Linked DNA regions of Rattus norvegicus: region 1 is linked to region 2. Evidence: chromatin contacts called from public Hi-C data. All regions are on one chromosome and are shown on one strand. Each heading gives the region's core, a stretch centred on a gene start, on an enhancer-like site or on the middle of the called end of the contact. The rest is flanking DNA. Distances are from core to core; before and after follow the strand shown. Region 1 holds the start of Plrg1 (pleiotropic regulator 1). Region 2 holds the start of Map9 (microtubule-associated protein 9).

The links. Hi-C and Micro-C count contacts between places; a contact is called where the count stands out from the background.
Region 1: a contact with region 2 is called in a Hi-C map of kidney, with 3 times the contacts expected there. The contact joins the promoter of Plrg1 here to the promoter of Map9 in region 2. A contact is called at or near these places in 2 of 12 Hi-C or Micro-C datasets (the A7r5 cell line and kidney).

The regions. Positions count from the first base shown.
Region 1 is chr2:170,702,589-170,707,449 of GRCr8, reverse strand. Plrg1 (pleiotropic regulator 1) reads right to left here and starts at 1,262. Exons shown (of 15, transcript NM_021757.2): 1 at 1,161-1,262; 2 at 65-171. The coding sequence starts at 1,169. It overlaps LOC134485930 (a long non-coding RNA gene), which reads right to left. Exons shown (of 3, transcript XR_010064340.1): 3 at 4,791-4,861.
Region 2 is chr2:170,003,075-170,008,045 of GRCr8, reverse strand. It overlaps Map9 (microtubule-associated protein 9), which reads right to left and starts at 1,299. Exons shown (of 14, transcript NM_001135716.1): 1 at 1,113-1,299; 2 at 213-303. The coding sequence starts at 287.

The DNA of each region.
Region 1 (4,861 bases), core at 13-2,512, 700 kb before region 2:
CTGTCACTTTGCGCTCTTCTATCAATATAAAATACTTTAGCAACTGAAAAGGAATAGAACTTACCTCTCTTCATCCAAAGGCACAGGTTTTCCATTATCAGCCACAAACATGTCATGGGTCCTCTTCAATGACCTGAACACTAGTGTGTGCACAGAATGCTTCTGTACCTCCTGTAAAGAGACAATCAAGATCACACATCTAGCTAGAAGAGACCCATACGCTCTAATCAACATTAGATTCATTACGCACTTTACATGCTAAATACATAAAGGCTAACACTCCTCAGTAACTGTGACAAACTACAGCAGCCAACAACAAAGATGAGAAAGCTCCTGTCTGGTCAGAGTTCAAGAGACAACACACAAAAATAAGCAAAATAATTCCACATTTTGGAGGGTTCGATGGGGTGACTCAGAGGGGAAAAAAGAATTGCTAGATATAATCAAGAAAGGTTCTCTCTGGTGACAGGTAAGCAGAGAGGGAGACAGCCTTACAAAGAATAGAGGTTCAAACAGTGCAAGCTCTGGGAGATGCCACTGCGAAGACGTTCATATAATTCAGAACTGCAGCAGTTGTGAATGCTGCGGGAGTGTGGGTTCCGAAGGTCGGTGGGGTTTAGGCCTCTGCCATCACCAACATTTAACACTGGGACAGAAAGCAGCACTGAACTACATTCCTTCAATGTGTTCGTTAATCGTAAGCACTTGGAAGCTATAGAATTCGTCCAGGCAAAAGATGTTGGGCTAGATTAGGAGGACTGCAGTGGATCTGGAACGCAGTGGGTGGGAATAAGAAACGTTTGGGATACGCAAGAACAAACAAAATCAAGCACGGCAAGCTTTAATGGGGTAGAGATGAAATAACTGTGAAACTGACAAGACAGCACGGACTAGCATCCCAGCCAAGGTGGGAGCATCAGAAGCCCCGCCTCCCAGGAAAGGGCCAGATGCCAACAACACACCGACTGCAAGATTCCTTCAGGCTTCCCGCCGACTGAACCTCGGATTCGGGATGTCATCGGCCTTCCTCCCACCCCGACAGCCCAAGACCACCAGTTTTGGCTACAGTTCGCTTCCCCAGATTCCCAGTACTTTCATCCTACTTCCGTGGGCAAAGCTCCAAAGACAAACGACTCCCGAGTGCCCGAGCGTTACTTTACCTCCACCATGTCGCCGCCGTTTAGTCTACCCGTTCAGCAGCGAAGAAACTCCAAATGCTCGACGCAGAAATCGCCGCCACTATTCTGCCGCTCCTTCCGGAGATTGGGGCCTGTCGCCGGACGTGACGCCAACCGCGCATGCGTATTGGCAACCCGCCGCGCAGGGGTCGAGGGGTGGAGTCTAGCGGTGGAGGGCGGAAGCTAGGCGGAGTTGCGCGGAGACTCGTGGCGAAGAGTAGGATCTAGGCAGCTGCTGGGCGGGACTGGGCGGGGTTTGGGGCGGGGAGGGGCGGGTCTCGGCGGAACTGGGCGGAGTCCCCTGGCTGAGGGCGGAGCTTCCAGCCGGAGCGAAGGGAGCGCGGGCCTTAAAGCCCTGTTTAGGGGAGGTACTTGTTTCCGGAAGCTAAGTGCTGCTTAGAGATTCTAAGCAAGCCGTTTTTCAGAAACCATTGGGAACTTAAGTTGTTTTTACTTTATTTGACCTGATGCTAAACTGTTGACGTTTTGTGTTTCACCCAGATAAAATCTGTGGCTTACGTTCGATCGTTTCCAAGTGTTTTCTATATTGATGTAGTTGCTATTTGTGATCTTAAATAAGGCATTTTCACTGATTGTGCATCTTCCTGAACTGTGATTAAGTTCAATGATCCCGTCCTCAGAGAGTACTGCGAATACTTTGAGAAGGGTGAAAATGTAGCGCAGGTATAGCAATGTGAGCCAGTGCTCTCATTCAAATTCAAATATTTTAATTCATAATTATTCACTCAAATTCAAATATTTTAATTCATGAAAACATGAAGGTCGCATTTTTAGCCTGAAAACAGTCATTTCCGTCCTTTTAGTTTGAGCCTTAACTCCTGAGCCGTCTTTGTAGCTAGCCCACAAGTAGGCATTTCTAAATTTAAATGTGAGTTTAGTCAAAGGATCTTATTTTCTGTAAAAGTGGTCAACGTTTGTATACTTTGCAAGAAAATATTAATAACCTAGAAAAGAACATTTTAAATCACAAAACACTAAGGAAATGTTAGAAAGACCTTAACATATCTATGTTAATATGACTACTAGACAGCTCTCATTAAACTTGTTAGATAGTCATCCTGAACACAACTTATGGACAAGGCTCACAACAGCCATCTTAGAGGTAACCACACTAGGTTTTGCTTTTCTTATAACTCTCGAATTATGTCACCCATGTGAAAATTACCTTCTTGGCTTAATAAGGACCTTAAGTGACCCTATTATCTAGTTATGAGATCCATAAATCACATATATCGTAGGCAGATTTCTTGTTCACATAGGAACCTGTGTTCTTCTTGTTTGCTATGGCCTCCCTCCTCCTATTTCCTTGTTTTTGAAGAGATCCAGGATCTTTGGCTGGTTAAGAATTCTAGCCCAGAGGTGTTGGCACATGCCTTTAATCCCAGTACTGGCAGAGGTAGTCTGATTTCTGCGTTCCAGGACAGCTGGGACCAGAACTACGCAGAGGAAAAAACAAAAGAACAAACAAAAAGAGTAAGATGGACATATCTTTAAAAATAAAACCCTGTGCTGGCTGGCTAAGATATAGACTGTAGATGTCGCCATTGCGAGCCGCCTTATATAGACAGTAGATGTCACTATGGCTCTTCATTTGTGCGCAGAGGATTTTTTTTCTTTAAGCAAGCATGACTAAATTTTGATAGATATAGATATGAATGCTACATTCGTTTGTGTGAAAATGATCGTGCAGATTTTAAGGAAAGCCTTTCTTCATTGACCAAGCTGCTTTTTCATTCAGCAATGCAAATGTGTTCAATTTCCTTCAATTGTCGTACCCTTGGCTGTTGAGCAATGATGGGTGAGGTAGTGTGGGGCCCTGCACGACTGGGACAACCAGAGGGCCTGGCAGATTTAACTGAAGAGTCAAAAGCCTAAGCAGAGACCTGTTACCGCTACTGACCTGCAATAGCTGAGCCTTCTCTCTGCAAGGGTGCTGTGAATGGGCCATCCAGCCAATGGACCCGAATCTCTGCTTAATTCCTTTACAGATTTTAACTTGCTTAAGAGGCTCTGATAGGGCCAGCGTGGGGGTAAGGCTAGCATAGCCACTGTTGGTCACCTGAAGTGTGCATCATACTGACAGGACCACCATAGCCCCACTCCTGAACTCCAAAGATGGTCACTAAACCTCTGTGGTGTTCTTGCTCTTGCTCCTGTGATCTGTATCTGGTCAAATAAGAGAATGCCCTCTTGTCCCTGCTCCCCAGGCTCCTTCCTTATCAGCTACACATAAAGATCAACAGAGGGAACAACAGAGGAAGCTGTCAGCAGAGATAGTGGCCTCCTACTCTTTATCCCTGCCACAGGCCCTTCCTACCACAGGTCTCCAAGCCGCACTGTTCTGATGTTTGTGCTACAGGTTCAGCTTGGCCTTCACCTCTTGCTCTTAAGTTGTAGTTAAGGGAAACCTGCTATAGAGACTAATGCCTGTAATGTTTGCAATCGTATGCCGTGTAGACAGGCAGATCACTGGTATGTCTTCTCTGTTTGTTCATGCATACACTCAGAACAGATAGGAAACACGCCAGGTGTAAGATGTGTGATACAAGCGCTCGTTGCTACTCAGCTCCTACTTGCAAGTTTCAGAAGCCATTTTCATTTCAGTGTCCATTCGCCCTCCAAAGGTTGATACCCAAGTCACCGCAAAAGTCTCCCCTCACTCTGCATGGTTCAGTACAGGTTGCTGTGGCTGACTTCTATTTCCAGTCTTTCCCCACAGACTCATGGTCCTTGTCTCCTTTGTTCACCTAACTATCCCACCTGCCACAGAGGTGGAACTCAAAATGGCTGCTTAGCCCAAAGTGTCTCGTGTTGTACAGTCTTTTGGGCCTCACATGAACTGAAAAAAAAGTCACAAGAAGAAGTGTCTTGATAATTGGGGGGGGGTCACAATTATTTTGTCTTTAGTGCCAGGAAGCACTGAACAGAATGGGTCATCTGATTTCTCTGTCACTGATTGACTGCCCTTGACTTACAAAACAAGATCAACTAATGTGAGGAACGCCGAATTATTGGCTTAGCAAACAGCACTCCCTTCCCTCTCAACCAATGACAGCGGAGTGCAAAAACACTTAAGTATTTCAGTATATTTCTTCTCCTTGAAATGGAGTAGTCTGCATGGGTCTATTAGACAACTCAGAGTGCTGCTTAACTAGCTATAACTCTAGAGGGGGAAAAAAAGGTTACAAGGTATCACCTACATCTGTCACATGGGCAGGAACATCCACGCACACCCTATATACCAGACTGAAAATTGTGAATGAAAGAAAGAGGCAAGAATGAGTGTGCCCACCAGAGACACTGTGATAACCATACATGAACTGGTCCCAAACAGCAGCAACAGCAAACGGAAGGTACAGGCAAAATTCTATACCTTGAACATAAATCCCACCAGGTACTGTGGTTTGACGGGCACAGAACATGGCCTGTTGAGTTACAGACTCGGTCAAGTCTGGTACCAGCACTTGCTACCTCTGTGTCTGTGGGTAGTTGACCTAGCCTCTGAGCCTCACTGAGCCTCGATTTCATCATCTGTACAAGGTAGTTGTTTTCAGAATTAAGTAGGATAAATGAACACTGGCTAGGCACGTATCCGTGAATGTCAGTTTGTTTATTCCATGACTGTTGATTTGAATGCCTTGCTCCTCGGTATATTTCAGCCC
Region 2 (4,971 bases), core at 50-2,549:
TCTGAAGTCGCTCTGTGGCTTTCAACTTAAAAGCAAATATTGGAGACAGGGTCTCACAGAGGGGTGTTTTAATACTAGAGCCCAAAGTTGACAGATGACCTACAACACACTTAGAGAAACAAGAAGTCCTCCTGCTTCATGCCAGATCCTGTGAGAACCAGCAAGTGCTGAATAGAGGCATAGACAAAACCAAATGGTTTGCCATGTTTTACCTGAAAAGAAGTTCTCTTAGTAGCTTTTGGACTCTTGGTATATGCCAAAGTTGTGCTGAAGATTTCATCCGACATAGTGTATCCTTTTTCTCTTTTATACAACAGTTAATAAATAATTGAAACAATTCATTCAATCTAGGATGGTGGCTGAAATTTACACATAAATATTTAAAAGAATTAGACCTTTATGCATGACTGGGGTACTCTATTCCTGGCATTAGTGCTCCCCCAACCCCAGGCCAAATAAAGAGAAATCGCTTTAAACACTGCCCAATATGTTCACCTAAAAATGTAACAGTGGTTTTTGTTAAGGACATAAAATTCTCACACCAATCTGTTTTCACGAAAAGAAAACGCATAAGGAAGTTACTGTTCAACAACTATTTTAAGGATGAATGAAATACATAATCACCAAAACTTTGCCAAACGATTTCACCTTTCCATTATTAAAAACATATAGCATTGCGGATGCCACAATGACTTATTTCAAGATGCAACCAAGAGGAATGTCAAGGTTCCCAGCCCCGGAAACAGCTAGCATATAACAGTATTCAAAACAATGCTTAGCCACAGTCAGCAGCAGCGACATTTTCCCAAGCCATTTGTTGGCTCTTCCACACACAACAACAACATCTCCGCACTGAGTTGCATCACATCAGGCTGCATTAAAGTCTCTGTTTCTAGCGCGCGACGTCCGAGGCCCATTTGGATCTCCGGCCACCGCCCAGAGCGCCCCGGGCTGGCCAGGTGGCGTCCGCGTCCCCGGCCGGCTCCGCGCGGCTCCCGGCCCAGCACGCGCCAGGCCCGCGCACACCCAGCGCGGTCCCCGGACTCCTCCACGTACCACAGCTCGCGCCTCCTGCATCCACCCCGCTCCCCGTGCACCCCGGCCCCTGTGACCACCTGAGAATCCAGCGGCTATGGTCTAGCATAGGTGTCGCCCCCGGCCCGGGCCTCACGGTCTGGGAAACCAGGTATCGGAATAAGCTGGAGGCGGGGCAAAAGATGGAGGCGGAAGGCGGTTGCCAGGCAACAGCGTCCCCGGGAGGAAGTGACTTCCAACCGACTGGTCTCTTGGGTACCCAACACCGCCTTTCCGCCTGCGTCGCTGGGACAACCGCACAGACCAAGGAAGTGACATCACCGGTGTAGGTGTTGGGAGCGCAGTGCCCTATCAGCTTATTTGCAATGGCTGTTGCCTAGGAAACAGGACCGGCCCTCTGCCATCACGCCACAATGCTCCTGCATTGATTGCTCCTGCTCAGTTAAGATCCATCCATATAGGCAGGTATTGCGTGGCCACGATGCAAAATTTCCTTTTGTTAGTTAGGACGTGGAATCTGTGAGTCGGTGCAGTGTCAGCAGAGCCGACAGAATGACGTAGTACTGACGTTTGCAATCATCGGAGTCAAACTGCATGTTTGATTCTTGGCACATGCAAATTAAGGTCTCTATGCTTTGATAAGAAGCTAATAATTATAGGACTGCCTCCTTAAAGGATTGCGGTGGATAATGAATGTAATATGTAGCGAAATATTGGGAAATATTTAGAATTGCATTCAGTTAATATTACACATGAGCGTTTCTTGCAACTGATGCAGTTCCCCGGGGCGGGGCAGGTATGCTCTGGGGAGGGATTATATGTGCTAAAATATCCCATATGCACTCAGCCCAGAGCCTGTTTCGCATCTTTGATGGAAAGTTTCCCCTTTCTATATTTAGCTGATAAACGGGTTAAAAATCAGTCAGCAAAATAAAAAAAAAAAAACAGGCGAGAAGTACTGCTGAAAGAATCAATATCGTTGTCATTTAATTATCGTTAATATTAATTCACAAAACACTTAAACTTTTAAAGTTACACAGATTTTAACTATTTTAACTCGAAAAAAGTATGTCAAAATCAATTCATTCACTATAACTAAACCTGCTCGTTTCCATACCTCCGCAATATTTCTTTTTAAAAAAAATAACACTGACAACTTGATTTAATAAATAAGCACGTAGAAATTTTAAATACAGAAAAATAAATATGAAGTTTAGTGAGAAAATGGTTTCTAAGTAATATTTGCAGTAACTCCTTTTAAAAGCTCAGTTTACGCTTTTCAACTTGTTCGGTAAATTTGTTTTGCTTAACTAAATTGTTTTAACTATCTCTAAGTGAATATATGCATAAGGAAAAGACTCCCCATTTTTACCAGTTACTGTTAAATTTTCTGTCCTACATTTTATTAACATTCACAATTCTGTTAAAGCCCCTGTACCAACAGCAGGTACCCAAATGGGAAGAACCAATTTTGGATAATGTGTAAGGGCTGTATTCATTTGGTATCCACTTGACTGATATAAGTTGAATTTAGGCATGACTTATGGAAATAAACTTACAACAACATCAATGATAGAGAACACCGAGTTCCCAGCTACCGATAGGGCATAGTTGCACACCATGGGAATGACTTCGGATGATTATTCTCCACAAGCACAAACTGAGAGGCTCTAAAGAAAGTTCTTCCTGGCAGCATTTCAGTTGTTACAGATGCGTGTCTGAGTAAGGAGTATAGGAGAGAAGGGTGGACCCCTAGTCTAGTAGATGGACCCCTAACCATGGTTTTGAGTGGCTAAGCACAGTAGCTGCCTTTAGCTAGTGCTCAAGATAATCCACTGTGGGTGTTTGCTCAGCTTTTATTGCCTCTTTGGCGTGTGTGTGTGTGTGTGTGTGTGTGTGTGTGTGTGTGTGTACTTGCAAGCACACATGTGCATGCAGGCATGTGTTTGGGCAGGATATAGGGTAAAAGAAGACCCATTTGCATTTGACAAACTGAGATGTGACCTTTTTTATCCTCACATAGCAGGAAGCTATTTGTAGTTCTGTTGCTTATGGTACAGGTTAGAGATCAGATACAAATTTAAAAGGAACAAAGGGTCTGTGCTCACAATTATCATCAGATGAAAACTAAAAAGCTCTCTATGGGCACTGGATGGTGTGCTGTAACATGAGTCCCATAGCTCTTGAGGGATGAAGGCTGAGTTCAGATAACAGTACAATGACAGTTGCAGAATTGTTGGGTGAATGCACTGTGACCAGGGAGGAACTCCCAAAGGGACATCGGAGTCTTGAGGAAAGCTGTCCCGCTGTGATGATCTATGGTGATTTAAGCGTACTTTTTCATGTTTGTGGGAGAAACTTAGCACCACTCTTTTGAAAGAAATGTCAACATTGACAGAATCAAAATGGAGTCACTTTAGTTAACCTTAAACTTAAAAGCAAATAATGCTTTGATGTTGTGAAAGAAGGCTTCTGCATGGTTGACTGGTACCACTAAAGACTGCCATAACCCTCTGCTTCAGATGCCACCTCATACAAGAAGTACTTCTGCAGGACATCTGGCCAGCACCTATCTGTTCAGACTGGAAATGACATCACACTTTTTATTAATCAGAGATTGAAGATTCCTGTTTCATAATACCCCATTTTGGTCTTTTTTTCTCAATGTCCTTTCATATGTCCATAATTTAGTATAATGTTTGTTCTGATCGCAATGTTCTGCTGTTACCAAACTAGTCCTTTTTTTATTATAGAGAATCCCTCTGCTTTGAGAAAAGCAAGTTGATAAATATAACTATGTACGTTTGCATGTTACATAGAGATAACAGAATTATCATACAGCAAGATACATAAAGAAACATGATTCTTTATTTTTAAACAGAACTCATCATTGTGAGCAAACTGTCTTTGTCATTAGGTTAATGTCTTAAGTCAGCTGTCACTACAGATGCTGTTCTAGTTAGAAATGTGATCTGATTGGATACCAGAACACTTGCTATTTGTACAGGGCCCAGTATAATTACTTCTGCTTTAGTAATTTACTTATTTTAATTTTTATCTAGCCTTGAGAAATATCTACTTTTGTACAGTCACATTTTATAGGTGAGAAAATAAAGGTCTAGAAAACTTAGGTTTCCTATTATATTTATTTCAGTGATTAATGACTAGAAAAAAATTGGATCCAGTTAGGCTAATGTAGAACTGATGCTCTTAACTAACAGTCTAAGTGGATAGCCCTGCCACCAGGGAAGGTCCATAGCCTAATCCCTGGCACCTATGAAATATATTGCCTTATTTGTTTTTAATTAGATTGATCATTACAGAATGGAGGGAATAACTCTATGATTTTGGAGGAACCATCATAACCACAGGACTCTTCCCAGGAGAAGTGCAAGGTACCAAATGGTCACAGTGAAAACAGATGTTGGAGAAATGCAGGACCATAGCTAGGTGATTCAATCAACTTTTATGGATTCTTCTTGATATGCTCCAGACTTGCAGCCCCATCTACCCATTTCAGATGAAACCAGTAACAGACCAGTGACATTACTCATGCCATATCTAGCTTGTTGAACCGATGAGAGTTTATTAGAATTATTTACAGAAGCATGTATGACATCAGCAAATCCACCACTAACAAGTCCACTCCGGCATGACCAGTGGCATACAAAAGCTGCATCCCTACAGTTCCCTACAGAACTTGGAAATAGCTACATCAAATGGTTTCTTCTCTCCCAGCAATTGTTTGCTACTTGTATAATATTGGGGCAGGGGAGTCTCATGAGTTGTAATTTTCTCATAAGTCTGTAGCCTTTCCCCATAATCTATGAGGCAATGTATCAATCTAGAGTGAAGTAACATTGCTTCTCGTTTTGTGAACTGAGGGGGTAAATATGCATTGTTTGTGAATAACTATTTTAACATGCTATGGGAGCA